2 separate regions of the Sus scrofa genome follow, and region 1 is linked to region 2. The links are chromatin contacts, called in public promoter capture Hi-C maps. All regions are on one chromosome and are shown on one strand. Each heading gives the region's core, a stretch centred on a gene start, on an enhancer-like site or on the middle of the called end of the contact. The rest is flanking DNA. Distances are from core to core; before and after follow the strand shown. Region 1 holds the start of RPS10 (ribosomal protein S10). Region 2 holds the start of GRM4 (metabotropic glutamate receptor 4).

Region 1 (3,519 bases), core at 581-3,080, 160 kb before region 2:
AGCTCTGGTGTAGGCCGATGGTTACAGCTCTGATTAGATCCCTAGCCTGGGAACCTCCATATGCTGCAGGTGGGGCCCTAGAAAAAGACCAAAAAAAAAAAGTGAAACTTCTTCAAAATGCCATAAAATTTTTAAAAACTAGGAGAAATCCTTAAAAACATGTGACAAAGAGCTTACTATGGTTTTAAAGGGTGATTATGTAAATAGGAATTTCATATTAATAAGAAAAAAAACCTCAATAAAAAAACAGGTAATGGAAATGAATTTTTTTAAGGGCCACACCTATAGCATATGGAAGTTCTCAGACTAGGCATGGAATCAGAGCTTAAGCTGCCAGCCTACACCACAGCCAAAGCCACACCAGATCTGAGCAAATTTTTTTTTTCTTTTTAGGGCCACACCTGCAGTATATGGAGATTCCCAGGCTAGGGACTGAATCAGAGCTACAGCTGCCAGCCACAGCCACAGCAACACCAGATCCGAGCCGCGTCTGTGGCCTACACCACAGCTCAAGGCAACACTGGATTGAAGACCCACTGGACAATGCCAGGGATCGAACCCTCATCCTCATAGATCTTAGTCAGGTTCGTTAACCGCTGTGCCATGAAGGGAACTCCTTGGAAATGAATTTTTAAAGAAAGAACAAAAATGCCTAAAAAGAAAAGAAAAAAAAATGTTTAACCACAGAAGTAATCAAGAAAAGCAAATCAAAAGAACTATGAGATTAATATTTATGTATCATACTGACAGAAATGAATATCCAATGTCAGCAGGGTTAATAGGGAGTGAGCCTTGTTTTAACACCTGACCAAAATATAATTGATAATGCCTTCCAGAAGTCAATGTGGCATGTGTCAAAAACTTAAAAATGTGTGCTTTATTACTCAACAATTACACTCCAGGAATTTGTCACAAGGAAAATATTGGACAAAGGTGTGGATAAGTACGTGGCATCGTTTATTATAATAGTGAAGGATTTTTAATATATATATCCAACCATGGCATTGATTAAACCATTCATCAGCAGACTACTATGTAGTCATAACAGTTGCAGGCAATGACATGAAAAATTCGTGGAAGTTCCCATCTGGCTCAGCAGGTTAAGAAGCCCACTAATCTCCTTGAGGATGCAAGTTGCATCCCTGGCCTCACTCAGTGGGTTAAGGATCCAGTGTTGCTACAAACAGCTGCGTAGGTCCCAGATGCAGCTCTGATCTGGAATTGATGTGGCTGTGGTGCAGGCCGGCAGCTGCAGCTTCCATTCCACCACTAGCCTGGGAACTTGCATATGCTACAGGTGTGACGGTAAAAAGAAAAAAAAAATTCATTATGTATTATTGGGAAAGGAAAAAACAGGTTGTCAAACAGCATATCATGATGTACACACAAAACATTCCGTTTTTGTTAAAAAAATATATAGATTTCCTATGAGTCTGGAAGAATGTATACCAAATTGTTAATAGCGATTCTTTGGTCGATAGTATTCTACTTTTATTCTTTTATAATTGTTATTACTGTTGTTTATTTTTGTCTGAATGGTCTCTTTTTCCCGCTCAAAGAGCATATATTACTTACATAATAGTAAGTTAAATCACCGACAGGAAACAAAGAAAATAAATGAGTAGCGCACTTGCAAAGGGCCTGCCCAAGCATAAATGGCTATTTATCGACAAAACCCACAGGTTCAGAAGCCGGCCCCAGCGGTTTCCACGTGCGTGCTGTCAGGCTTCTCAGCGGCTGCCAGGAGCCGCCAGTCTCTCAGGCACTGCCGAGGCCACCCCAGGCCGCGCGAGGGTCCTGACAGGGGGCGGGGCGAGGCAGCCCGGAAGAGACGCTGCGCCGCGCATGCCCCTTCCTTTCTAGCTCCGGCCCCGTACGCAGTAGCCGCCGCGGTGAGTTCCTCTGGAGTCTGGGTTCCATCGGCCCCCATCCTGGCCCTCTGGCTGCTGTAGTCGCTGTGCTTCCCCAGGCGTGGGGCGGAGGAGGCCCTCTCCCGCTCCCCGCACGGCCATTTCCGAGTAGTGAGAGCGGCCAGGGGCGCATTTCGCAGGGCAGTGGGATTCTGGCTTGCGAAGATTGGCATCCCATGGCGGGGGCGGAGGAAGGGAGGATCCGGCTTGGGAGGCTGTCGCTCCTGCGCGCTTTTCCTTCGGGGCAGAACTCCGCACTCCGTGCTGCGTCCTTACCCGGCCCTGGAGCTCTAGCTCGGGAAGAGAACGGTAGGCTGAGAAGGCTCTATCCCTTTGGTTTGGGGTCAGTGGCCTGTTAAGGGCCGAGGGCTTTCCTCTGGGTCCCTCGCGCCATTCCGCACTAGGTAACCGTGGTTGAAGGTGCCGAAATAGTCCGCGCGTGCAGGAGCTGCGCCCCCTTTCCACCTTTGTTGTGAGAGCGAAAGTCCGGAGCGAGTATGTGCACAACTCCCCCCGCCCCTACAGGTTTATTTTTTAATGTTTTGGCAACTTCTCATCTGAATCGTTTTTCAAGGGTGGAGGAGGGAACGAGTAATTGTTAGGGTTCCCTTCTGTGGAGTTTGAATCCTTGTTTACTGTTTTCCACAGATTTTATTCCATTGAACAGTGGTTATTGTCGTTTCGGGATGATGGTTCCTGGCCCTTGGCCACATTGCTCAGAAGTTATTTATTTATTTATTTATTTTGTGTTTTGCCATTTGTTGGGCTGCTCCCGCGGCATATGAAGGTTCCCAGGCTAGGGGTTTAATCGGAGCTGTTGACACCAGCCTACGCCAGAGCCACAGCAACGCGGGATCCGAGCCGCGTCTGCAACCTACACCACAGCTCACGGCAACGCCGGATCGTTAACCCACTGAGCAAGGGCAGGGATCGAACCCGCAACCTCATGGTTCCTAGTCGGATTCGTTAACCACTGCGCCACAACGGGAACTCCCCAGAAGTAATCTTGATTATATCGCTTCCTTCTTGCAGATGCTGATGCCCAAGAAGAACCGGATTGCCATTTATGAACTCCTTTTCAAGGAGGGAGTGATGGTGGCCAAAAAAGACGTGCACATGCCGAAGCACCCCGAGCTGGCGGACAAGAATGTGCCTAATCTTCACGTCATGAAGGCCATGCAGGTAGGCGTGGGTGCAGATGGAGGGATTTTCCATGGTGTTCAAGGCAGATTCTAAGGAGAGGTCAGGACAGCCAGAGCAGCTTGATATCTTGAAGGGCTGTGAGGTAGACACACCCTGAAAACTTGTCTGTTGTGCAGTTTAGCCTCCCCTTTACACTGCATTTCTAGCTTCCAGCGTCTAGTTGGGTTTTAAACTGTAGTTTTTTTTCTTACAGTCACTCAAGTCACGAGGCTTCGTGAAGGAACAGTTTGCTTGGAGACATTTCTATTGGTACCTTACCAACGAGGGTATCCAGTATCTCCGTGATTACCTCCACCTCCCCCCTGAGATTGTGCCTGCTACCCTGCGCCGCAGCCGTCCTGAGACTGGCAGGCCACGGCCCAAAGGTATAGTGTAGTGTCCCCAGCACCTCCGAGGACCTGCTCTG
Region 2 (3,384 bases), core at 281-2,780:
AGGGTGACACTGTGCGGGTCAGCCAGGATAACTGAGGCACTGGTGAGGGGGAGGGAGGCCGGTGGTCAGTCACTCTCTCCCCCCAGCTCCCTGGCCCTGTGCTGAGCACCCTCGGCGGCGGGACAAGGACAGTCAGACGTCATAGCTCTAATTGAAGCCGCTTCTGCAGTCTGGGAAGAGATGCTCTTGCAATCCTAAGAGGGCTGCAAGGCTCCCTCCCTCTCTGCCTCCCCTGCCTGTCTCTAAGGCTAGCCCTCTCCTGGGATTTTTCACAGCCCCTCCACCTCCGAAGAGGGCTGGGGCCCCAGCTTCTCCCTTGCTGAGGGCTTCTTCCCCAGGCTTGCTCCCGCCCCCCAGCCAGGCCACCTGTTACTTTGTAGAGGAGACTTGGAGGGAGACCAGTGGGCTGTGGGCCGTGGGGTGGAGGTCCCCAGGCCTGACAGAGTTCTGGGGTGCAGAGGTCTCAGGGGTCCCTGACAGGCTGGGTGACCAGGGGCAGACGGAACCCCCCTCCTGAGTCATAACCTCAAAGCAGGAGCATTGGGGTGTGCACATGAACATGCCACATGGGGGCACACGCCACGTGCCTGGTGCAGATGTGTGGGAAGCTGGCCTCAGGTTGGGGTCCTAGTACCCCAAGGGGTGGGGAGGATGCAGTGGGGGTGGGAGGAATGGGACCCTTTGGCATCAGGGTGTTTGCTGTACTTCTCAGGGAGTGTTAAAGGGGCTCTGTTGCCTGACCTTTGCCCTTTAGGGGTCAGGAGGGGGTCCCTGCCAAGTCCTGGGGTCTAGGAGCCCCCACAGGCCCCGGGGGTGGGGGGTGGGGTGAAGCGGGCTTCGGGAAGAGGGCGCCGGCGGGGCGCGGTGGGAGGGGAGCGGAGGGGTGGCGGGTCGCCTTGGGAGCCCCAGGCTCCGCGGTGGAGGTGCGGGGACTGGCTGGGCTCCCAGAGGCTCTCTCTTTAAAAGGCCGGCGGAAATCGCGCGCTCGGCCGCACTTGCGGCGCAAACTTGGCGGCCAGGCTCGCGCTTTCTCGAGTGCGGCAGCAGCAGCGGGCGCCGGGGCTGAGCGGCTGCGGTCCCCTCGCCCCCTCGTGCTCGGGGCTCCCGCCCCCTCCCGCAGCCTCCCCTCCCGGCGTCTTCCTCGCTCGCTCTGCCCGTCTCGCGCTCCCTCTCTCGCTCGCTCTCCAGCGCGCTCTCTCGCTCGCTCTCATTTTTTCCTGCTGCCGAGCGGCTGCCGCGGCGCCTCCGGGCGCCCGCCTCTCGGCCGGCTGCGCTCGCTGCTCGGCTCCCGCTCCACTCCCTTCCCAGCTGCGAGCCCTCGGCCGGACCCCGCGCCCTGGAGCGCTGGGACGCCGGGCTCTGCGGCGGTGGAAGCAGGGCTGGCCGCCGCTCCCTGGCTCGCTGTCCCCGGAGCAGCAGCCCGACCGCCGCGCGCTTGGCGGCGGCTCCGGCCAGGCGGCCGCCAGCTCGTCCCCGCTGCGTCCCGGACTCCGGGCGGCTCCGCGCCGGGCTCGGTCCGCAGCGTCAGCGCCTCGCGCCCGGGCCTGGGCTCGGGCCACCGCGAGAAGCAAGCCTCCGGCCGCCGCCTCCCACACCACCGACCCCTCGCCTGCGCGCGGTGAGTTGTGGCCCGCGGGGAACGGGCAGGGGGACCGTGCCCTCCGGCCTCTGGGGCGCGGGCTGCGGCGGGCGCTCCGGGGCTCTGGGAGGTGGCTTCTGCCGAGCTCCCGCGCTCGGAGCTGCCCGGAGGAAGGTCGGCGGACCGGAGCCCTCCCGGCTGGAGGGCGCGGGACCCGGGCTGGAGGGTCTCCCCTCGGGGCCGGGCCGGGCTCTGCCGGCGCCCCGAGAACGGAGTAGGGCAGCGACTCTTTTGCGGGCTTGGGGGAGAGTGTCTCTGTGCCTGGGGTCGGGTCGGCTTCCACCGGATAGGGGGCTCGAGCCCGCGCTCAGGTAGGGGCGGCGGCGGCGTCAGGGCGCCCCTTCTGCGGAGAGCGGGGCGGGCGGGGGCGCGGGCAGTTCTTTGCCCGGGTTCCCTGCGGTCTCCCGGCGGGAGGGCAGCGGCAGCCTCTCTCGCCTCTGCTCCTTTCCCGGCACCCGCGCGGCGTCCGGCTCCCCGCGTTGGGAGCCCGAGGCCGCTTGCTCTGGGCGGAGGCGGGTTGGGACGGCACCCCAGGTTCTGGGGTCTCCCGGTAGCTCCGGGACTTCAGGGTCAGGTGCTTCTGGGACCCTGATGAACCTCTAGGCGGCCGCGGGGCGGGTGTGCGTGTGTGTGTTTGTGTGTGTGTGTGTGTGTGTGTTTTGGGGGGGTGTCCCCGGACTCCGGGGTCGGGCTTCCCCGGCTCCCAGGAGCTGGAAGCGCCCCCTCCCCGCGCGGGGGCGGGGCCGGGAGGTGGAGGCCCTGACTGCGAGCGGCGCCCCCGCACCGGGGCGGTCTGAGGCTGTTTGTGCTGAAATGGGGCGGCGGTGGCGGTGGCAGGGAGTCCGGAGGCCCGAGCGTACGAGCGCCCCCTCCCCCAGGCCGCGAGTGACACCCTCGCCTTCAGACTTCAGGTCCTTTCTGGAGGAGGCTCCTTGCTTCTCTCCCCACTCGGCTCACCGGCCCTGCTCCCGGCGCGGGAGGAAGCTGCTGTGCCAGGCGGAGCTGGGCTTGCTTCACGGGGTGCCCCAAGCCACGTGTCTGTTGGAGCGGTGGTCGGACTGTCTGCCCCTCGGTCAGTCTGGCAGGAAGCCCTCGATGCTGGTGGAGGGAGGGTTGTGTGTGTTTGTGTTCAGCCATAGCCCTTCCCCCTCGTGCTGGGGTGAAATGGGGGCTCAGGGCTGGCACCGGCCAACGCTGTAAGAATCTCCATCCTGGGTGCCCCCTTCCCACAGTCTGCAGGACAGCCCCCTTCCTGGCCAGCTCTCTGTGGAAGTGAGCAATGTTCTCATTCCCATGGCCCTATCGCCAGGACATCCCCTGGGTGGGCCCCCTCTTGCCCTGGATCCACAGGGGATGCTGGGCCTCAGGCCCTGGGTGAGCACCCCCTGCTCCTCGCAGGCCTCAGTGGTGCGAGAACTTCCAGGCAAAGGTGAGGAGCTGCAGGAGCTTTCCTGGCGTGGCAGAGAGAATTCCCACAGAGGAGTCTGGAGGCTCTTGAGTGTGGTTGCCCCCTGGGCAGGCCCTGGCTGCTGTGGAGAGGAGGGTGGGAGCCCCTCTCCCTGGCCCACCAGAGGACCACTTCTTGGAGGGTCTTTTCGGGTCTTTCTAGCCCTTACCGTCCTGCTCTTGGGCAGGGGTGGGGAACCTCTGGGGGTGGTGCCTTGGAGCCCTGCTTAGCTCTGGAGGGGCGTGCCTGCCCACTGGCGAATGGGTAGCCACTGTCTCCATGTCCCTGCAACTTTGTC

The links. Promoter capture Hi-C pulls out the DNA fragments that hold promoters and counts their contacts.
Region 1: a promoter capture Hi-C map of skeletal muscle shows a contact between it and region 2, with 6 times the contacts expected there. The contact joins the promoter of RPS10 here to the promoter of GRM4 in region 2. A contact is called at or near these places in 2 of 5 promoter capture datasets (fetal liver and skeletal muscle), 19 of 47 Hi-C or Micro-C datasets (alveolar macrophages, blood, brain and 10 more) and 2 of 2 datasets of contacts at active chromatin or transcription factors (alveolar macrophages and skeletal muscle).

What each region holds. Positions count from the first base shown.
Region 1 is chr7:30,441,023-30,444,541 of Sscrofa11.1, reverse strand. It overlaps RPS10 (ribosomal protein S10), which reads left to right and starts at 1,830. Exons shown (of 6, transcript NM_001244106.1): 1 at 1,830-2,219; 2 at 2,943-3,092; 3 at 3,307-3,478. The coding sequence starts at 2,943.
Region 2 is chr7:30,276,725-30,280,108 of Sscrofa11.1, reverse strand. It overlaps GRM4 (metabotropic glutamate receptor 4), which reads left to right and starts at 1,530. Exons shown (of 12, transcript XM_021098606.1): 1 at 1,530-1,618.